2 separate regions of the Mus musculus genome follow, and region 2 is linked to region 1. The links are chromatin contacts, called in public Hi-C maps. All regions are on one chromosome and are shown on one strand. The core of a region is the stretch at or near the end of the contact, and the rest is flanking DNA. Distances in the headings are between cores, read along the strand shown.

Evidence for each region. A called contact is a pair of places that touch in the nucleus more often than the background predicts.
Region 2: a Hi-C map of bone marrow-derived macrophages shows a contact between it and region 1, with 52 read pairs. The contact joins two enhancer-like sites. A contact is called at or near these places in 7 of 15 datasets of contacts at CTCF or cohesin (CD8 T cells, the G1E-ER4 cell line, the NIH/3T3 cell line and 4 more), 138 of 484 Hi-C or Micro-C datasets (the 3T3-L1 cell line, 3T3-L1-derived adipocytes, the AML12 cell line and 77 more), 9 of 115 datasets of contacts at active chromatin or transcription factors (CD8 T cells, the HPC-7 cell line, astrocytes and 5 more) and 3 of 9 other capture datasets (adipose tissue, bone marrow-derived macrophages and liver).

What each region holds. Positions count from the first base shown.
Region 1 is chr4:15,987,536-15,990,897 of GRCm38.p6, forward strand. It overlaps Nbn (nibrin), which reads left to right. Exons shown (of 16, transcript NM_013752.3): 14 at 1,467-1,580. Among named protein-coding and RNA genes, the nearest start is that of Osgin2, 25 kb to the right of the region's middle. Within about 2 kb of position 1,491, at least 31 of the 459 cell types and tissues checked have an H3K27ac peak or open chromatin away from gene starts, as enhancers often do. A contact at or near this core is called in bone marrow-derived macrophages, where this site is marked.
Region 2 is chr4:16,078,100-16,081,762 of GRCm38.p6, forward strand. No RefSeq gene overlaps it. Among named protein-coding and RNA genes, the nearest start is that of Osgin2, 66 kb to the left of the region's middle. Within about 2 kb of position 2,337, at least 9 of the 459 cell types and tissues checked have an H3K27ac peak or open chromatin away from gene starts, as enhancers often do. A contact at or near this core is called in bone marrow-derived macrophages, where this site is marked.

The sequences.
Region 1 (3,362 bases), core at 241-2,740:
AGCTAGTTTTCAGAAAGGAGGCTTCCAGGTCAAATCCAGCTTGATTCTTCCAACTCAAGTGAATCCCAGCACTTGGGAGGCAGAGTTAGGCAGATTTCTGAGTTCGAGGCCAGCCTGGTCTACAAAGTGAGTTCCAGGACAAGCCAGGGCTACACAGAGAAACTCTGTTTTCAGCAATAAGGACTTGCTTCAGCTTCTGGGAGGCAAGCAAGGGCTATGGCAACAGTCCATATTATTTTGGGAATTGCTTGGATTCCTCTGACCAACCACTCAAAAGGAGATTTCTCATGTCTGTACTGGGGTTTTTGTTACTGTATGGCTCTTGGGGGGAACATTTTTACCCTAAGTAAAGTAATTTCATTAAAATAATAATACATGAGCATGTGCACATGTGTACACACATGCTCAGACACATTTACACACTTATACCTGGAACTTTGATGCTCCTTTCCCCACCCAATCCTGAGTATTGGGGTTCCAGGAATGCACCATCCCATGCTGGGATCTAACTCAGCCCTTCACGCATGCTAAGCAGACACTGCCGGCTGGGCAGTAGTTCTGACACTGTTTCTCATTTTATTTAAAAACATTTATGTAGGGTTATTTTTTTGTTTGCTTGCTTACTTATTTTCTATGTAAGGGTACGCACATGCCACAGCATATGTGTCTGGAGGTCACAAGACAACATGTGAGAGGTATGTCTCTTCTTCCACTATATGAGTCATGAGAATTGAACTCGGGTTGACAGACTTGATGGCAGGCACCTTTACTCCCAGAACCAGCCCTATTTTTTTTTTTAATGATAGTCTTACATGAAGTGTGAGGTTGCCTGGAACGTGATATGTACCCAGGCTTGCTTTGAACTGTGTTATCTTCTTGCCCCAGCCTTTCAAGTGCTGGGATTATAGGTTAAACTTTGAAAAACTTAGAATAAGTAGTACAGTGTTTTAAACTATAGTTTGTTTTCTTTGGGTTGCTTTGATTGCTAGGTAATGAATTAAAGTAATTTAAAAATAAAACCTACAGGCAGTGATGGTGCACGCATTGAATCCCAGCACTTGGGAGGCAGAGTTAGGCAGATTTCTGAGTTCGAGGCCAGCCTGGTCTACAGAGTGAGTTCCAGGACAGCCAGGGCTACACAGAGAAACTCTGTCTCAAAACAAAACAAAACAAAACAACAATACAAAACAAAAATTAAAAAAAAATAAATAAAACCTACAATTAAAACGTGTTTTTCATTCATGTGAAAGTCCTAATGGCATATCTAGTCCTAGATACAGTAGTAGCAGAAAAGGGTGAAAATGCACGGGTGTGGCGCAGGCGTCTGTGTCTCCTTTTCGGTAACAGAATATACACACCTTAGACGTTTATGCACAACTTCCACTGTTTGTATCTTATTTCTTTTTAAAAAAAATAGCTATCTGACTTTGTGAATATGCTTACCCACACTGCTTCCTCTTTTGCAGGCGACATTTCCTGGGGCAGGAAAGCTTCCACACATCATCGGAGGATCAGACTTAGTAGGCCACCATGCTCGAAAGAATACCGAGTTAGAAGAATGGTTGAAACAGGAAATGGAGGTAAGTAGAAAGGGAGGCCCCCACACGCGGGATTGCACTTTAGCCTTTGTGACTCGTCAGTGTGGGAGATACATATGCATGTGTGAGAGTGAGTGAGGGGGTGCCTGTGCACAGAGGTTGATTTCAAGAGCCTTTATTATTACCCTTTTTTGTATGTATTTGTTTATTTCTGAGACAGGGTCTCTCACTGAATCTGGAGTGCCAGCTGCTGCTCAGCTGTCCCCTACCTATCTTTCCCCTAGTGCAAAGATGACTGTGTGTACCCAGCTCTTACGTGGGTGCCAGGGCTCTCACGCTAGCATACTTGCACAGCATGCCCTTCATCCACAGAGCCATCTCCCTGGTCCCAAGTAAATTCATCTTAAAAGGAAACTTAAGTGACTTTAGTGACCTGAGGCAGGAGCTGATGCAGAGGCCATGGAGGGATGTTACTTTACTGGCTTGTTTCCCCTGGCTTGCTCAGCTTGCTTGCTTATAGAACTTAGGACTACCAGCCCAGGAATGGCACCACTCACAGTGGGCCCTCCCCGCTTGATCACCAACAGAGAAAATGCCCCACAGCTGGATCTTATGGAGGCACTTCCCCAACTGAAGCTCCTTTCTCTGTGATAACTCCAGCCTGTGTCAAGTTGACACATAAAACCAGCCAGTACACCAAGGAGAAGGGAGCTGCACCAAACACACACCAATGCTCCTTGGATGCTTGGGAGGAGTTAAATGACGGTGCAGCTGTTGGCCTTTTCCATCTTCAGTTGCTTTCCCTGGGAGTTAGAGAGGTGCTTCGTGAATGCTGGGTGCATGCCGCCAAATGCTTGGTTTGTTGCCACAGTGGTTTCGGCGTGTATACAGCTGATGCACACACACCTGAGCACACCACACAGTGACATCTTGCCCTAGGCTTATCCCCACTACCTCCTGTCCGTCATCTGGACTTTGTTCTGTGTCTGACCTTCTACTCATGCTGCAAACCCTTAATTTTCCCAATCACTGGGCCAGTTCTTAAAGTTTCTGGTGATGTTGTCACTTCTGTGAGTCAGACAAAATCTAACGCTGTGCTACCTGACTGGAATGTGGTCCTCATTGTGTAGTAGACACTAAGTAAATACTCAAGAAGTTGGCTTTGACCGTGACTACATGTGGAAAACAAATGGAGGGTGTCTTTCTAGGCAGAGGAGAAATAGGAACAAAACCACTCAGATTTTCATATTTAGGGGAAGAGTCTGTTTGTCCTTCTGTTCTGACTAAGAAAGCAAGCACACAGGGTCCATGAGGGGGCACGAGGTGGTTAGGAGGCCAGCACACCAAGAGCCAGATTTAGGGTTTGCACATTTGAGGGTCAGACTGGGCAGTCGTTTGAGAAAGGAGCCTGCAGCAGGGGCTTTTCCCTGATCTAACTCTGGTGCGTTAGGAGCTTGGTGAGGCCTTGTGAAAATTATTGTGGCCAAAAACTCCTCCGTCCTGATTTAGCAAGAGGAAGGGAGATTGCTCGCCTGTCACGCTGCTTTGACTGTTGATGATGTGATTCTTGCACTCTCAACTCACGGTCACTGGAACGACTATGACTCAGAGCAAGTTAGACAAGTCTCTCTTTAAATCCCTAATTAAAAAGTTTAATTTTGTGGTTTTGCATGTTTCTGTGTGTGTATGCATGCACTTCCATACTATCGTATGTGCCTGGAGGCCAGAGGTCAGACTTTTGGAGTCATACAGACGTGGGTATGGAACTCAGCGCATCATGCTTGTCAGCATGCAGCCTCACTCACTGAACCAGTTTCAATGAAG
Region 2 (3,663 bases), core at 1,087-3,586, 91 kb after region 1:
ATAGGGTTATTTTTAAAATGTACTTTTGTACAATTTGCCACTTAAAATTCAGATTGCTAAAAATTGCCATTTTTATGTAATCATATGATCAAACCATTTCTTTAATACTTACAAATATCATCCATCTAGCCAGCATCTTGTATGTCTATGTGATATATTTCAATTTTTTTAAAATGATTTATTTTATTTATGAGTACAATGTAGCTGTCTTCAGACACACCAGAAGAAGTCCTCAGATCCCATTATAGATGGTTGTGAGCCACGATGGGTCGCTGGAAATTGAGCTCTGGACCTCTGGAAGAGCAGTCAGTGCTCTCAACCACTGAGCCATCTCTCCAGCCCCAAAATTGCCATTTTTTTTAATTGATGAAAATACCCAAAGAAAAATTTATCTTTAAAGTTTAATGTGACAATTTTTGCTTTTTTGACTTATAAAAAGATTTATATCTGTTCTTTAGTTTCCCCTTTTTTACAAATTTCAAAGAATTAGTTTTCAAGTAGACCTTAAGTGACCACAAATGGGAATTAGAGAAATGTTTTTAGACTTTTCCATTTCAGATGGAAGTTAGCCACAGACCATACATCTGTCACAGAGACACACGCAATTCGTCATTTATTCTGGTGATCTAAGAAGTCTTACCACATCAGAAACCCTAAGTGAGGCTAAATGTCACTCACCTTCATTCGTGACAGTTTCTGTTCATTATTATGCAAATATTATCAAAGATGCAGACTATGGAGGATGGAGAAAAGACATAAGAAAAAAAGAAATCCTGGCAGTGGTGGTGCACGCCTTTAATCCCAGCACTTGGGAGGCAGGAACAGTAGGATTACTGAGTTTGAGTCCAGCCTGGTGTACAAAGTGAGTTCCAGGACAGCCAAGGCTACACAGGGAAACCCTGTCTTGAAAAACAACAACAACAAAAACAAACAAACAAACAAAAAAAGAAATAAAGAAAGTTTATAACCAGTTAAAATGTAAACTAGAAAATAAAGGATAATCTAAAGGGGAAATGGTACATGCACAATTAGCTGGTCTCTGAATTGAGTGTGGCCACCGGGCACCTGGGTATTTTATTTCTTGTAAGACAGAGATCTGATTTCTCCAACACTCTATTTTCAGTATTTAGTGGAGAATTGTTTTCAGGTATAAGACAGTTAAGTTATCCCTGAAAAACAATGTTTTCAGAAGATATAAGAACATATCAATGACTATGCATTCTCCATCAGAAGTTTTGTCTCATGTGCTGGGTATACATTGAAGAAGGATGTCAATGAGAGTGAACACATAGGTGACTGTTGTTTAAACTGTGCACTGGGTGGGACTTGTTTATACTTGACATTACCAAGACTTCTCAAGTGCCCCACGCTGTTACAATTATTTCACTTTACAAGTGTTGGAGCTGAGATCCCAGAACAATTATGTAATCGGTCCAGGGTGCCCAGCTGGCAAATGACACACACAAGTGGAAAACAAATCTCCTGGAGTTTCATGTCAAAAGCCTTTCTCTCCTCATCCCTTGTAGAACTCCAGTGACTCTCTTGAGAAATATTTTACTGGATGTTTTCAGCATGCTATATGCTTGGAGTGGGTTCTGTGGGAAGCCTGGTGTGCAAGAGTGATAACGAAGATGGGAAGGCAGCAGACAGCTAAGAAGCGGAGTAATATCCATTGGTATCAGCCAATGTAGGAGCTTAGAGGGAGGACTGGCTAAGAAAAACGCTCTTTGAACTCTGAAAGTCATTTAGGGATCCAGCTAAGTTCTGGGAGGCAACAAATCTCCCAGACAGAGGAAGTTTGATGTATGTCATAAATCTATGCTTCTCGGCATTTGCCTGTCACTGTAGTCTCTAGCAGTTCTTTCACAGTTTGAAAGTACTAAGTAACCAAGTAAAACTCCCCTATCATTCCTAAGTGAGTTAAGGATTAGCTCATAGCCAACATGTGTTTGTTGGAAACCGAACCCAGGTCTTCTGCAAGAGTATCAAATGTTCTTAACCATTGAGCTATCTCTCCCGTCCCTCACAGATGCTTTTAAAGACAGACTCTGTGTTCATTATAATTATTTAGTTACCATTTAGTAAATATTGAGACTCTATTGCTTAGTTGGTAGTGTTCTAGGCAATAAGGAGAGGTTATCTTAAGAAGTTTATAATTTAATTTGTATATGTGGTGGTGTACATTTCTCTTAGCTTATTTTTCTACCAGTTGGTCACTGGTAGGATGTGATTGTCCTCATTTAATGTTATGAAATCATTCATTAACTGGCTTGCTCACATCAAGCCTGTCACACAACTGGCCTTGCCAGGTCTACCAGCCCAAAGCCTGCTCACAAAAGGAAGTAAAGTAACAAAAGCCTGAGTTGTGCTTCAGGGCTTCATGTGGACTTACACCGATCATGGCTTCCCCTTTTTAAAAGACCATTTTTCTTATTTTAAATGTTTGACATTTTGCCTTCATTCTAGGGGTTGAGCCCAGAACCCAACACAAGCTAAGCAAGTGTTCTATAATTGAGCTAACCCAGGCCCCAAACTTAATCTTAGAAATCTCTCTTAATGTTCAATGCCCACCTTTACTCTGCTTTTATAGGTTCAGAACTTCCAACTCCCCAGAAACTCTACAGATACTAAACCTACTTGTCTGGGCACTTTAAGTGGTGATCTCTGTTGTATTTCTGTAGTGTTCAGTTCTACTTTTTGGTGCTTTTCATTTCACCTTCCTGGTTGGTTGAGTGTAGAGGACACAGGTTACAGATAGTTTTAGAGAAATCAGAATTGTTAAACACTTTTTCCCCCCTAACATAATATTTGTACTGATTACTTGGGAATTTCACATAATGCACCCTGATCACTTTTGCTTCTCAGTCTTCCAAGGTCCACCTCCATTACCCTTGTGACACCCTTCCTCCAAAAAAAAGAAAAAGAAGAAAAAGAAAATTAAGAAAACAAAACAAAAGTCAATTTGTGTTACCCATGTGCTCACGGGAGCATGGTTAAACACCCAGTAGCTTGTCCCTTAAAGGAAACTGAGCCCTTCCCCACCTACTCCCAGTAGAAGCCATAAATTGTGGGGAGCTACATTTCAGCATCCTTGCCATAAAACTTAAGAGTTCTCTTTGATGGCTTCCTTTCTAGGCTGTTACTTATTTTGGGAAGTGGGGTTAGGGGTTGTCACAGAGACCTTTAATGTGTCTGCAGTCATTGATACTACTGCAATAACAAACAAATAGACAGACAGACAGACAGACAGACAGACAAACAACCTTCCCTGCCATTTACAATCAGCACCATCATGGATCATGGACTTCCACTAGGTTTCTTGAGACAACACAGACCACAGACATCCACAGCCCTCTGTTGGTAGCATGTGCTACAGACCTCAGCATGCTCTCCAGTGACAGTACAGAACCCCAAAGCATGGGCATCAACATGGACCCCTGCCGCAGCGTGGGCCACAGACACCATCATAATAGATAGCCATTGGAGGCAACATAGGACACAGACATCAGCAGGGCCTCTGGGGCAGCATGGGTCATGGATACCAGTATGGACCCCAGTGGCAGCCTGACCAGTTCTGTAGACATCAATATGGTCTCCAAAGGCTGGATATCCCAGCTTATATATTGACTGTGAGGTGACTGCATAATTCTGTTGGGAAAATAT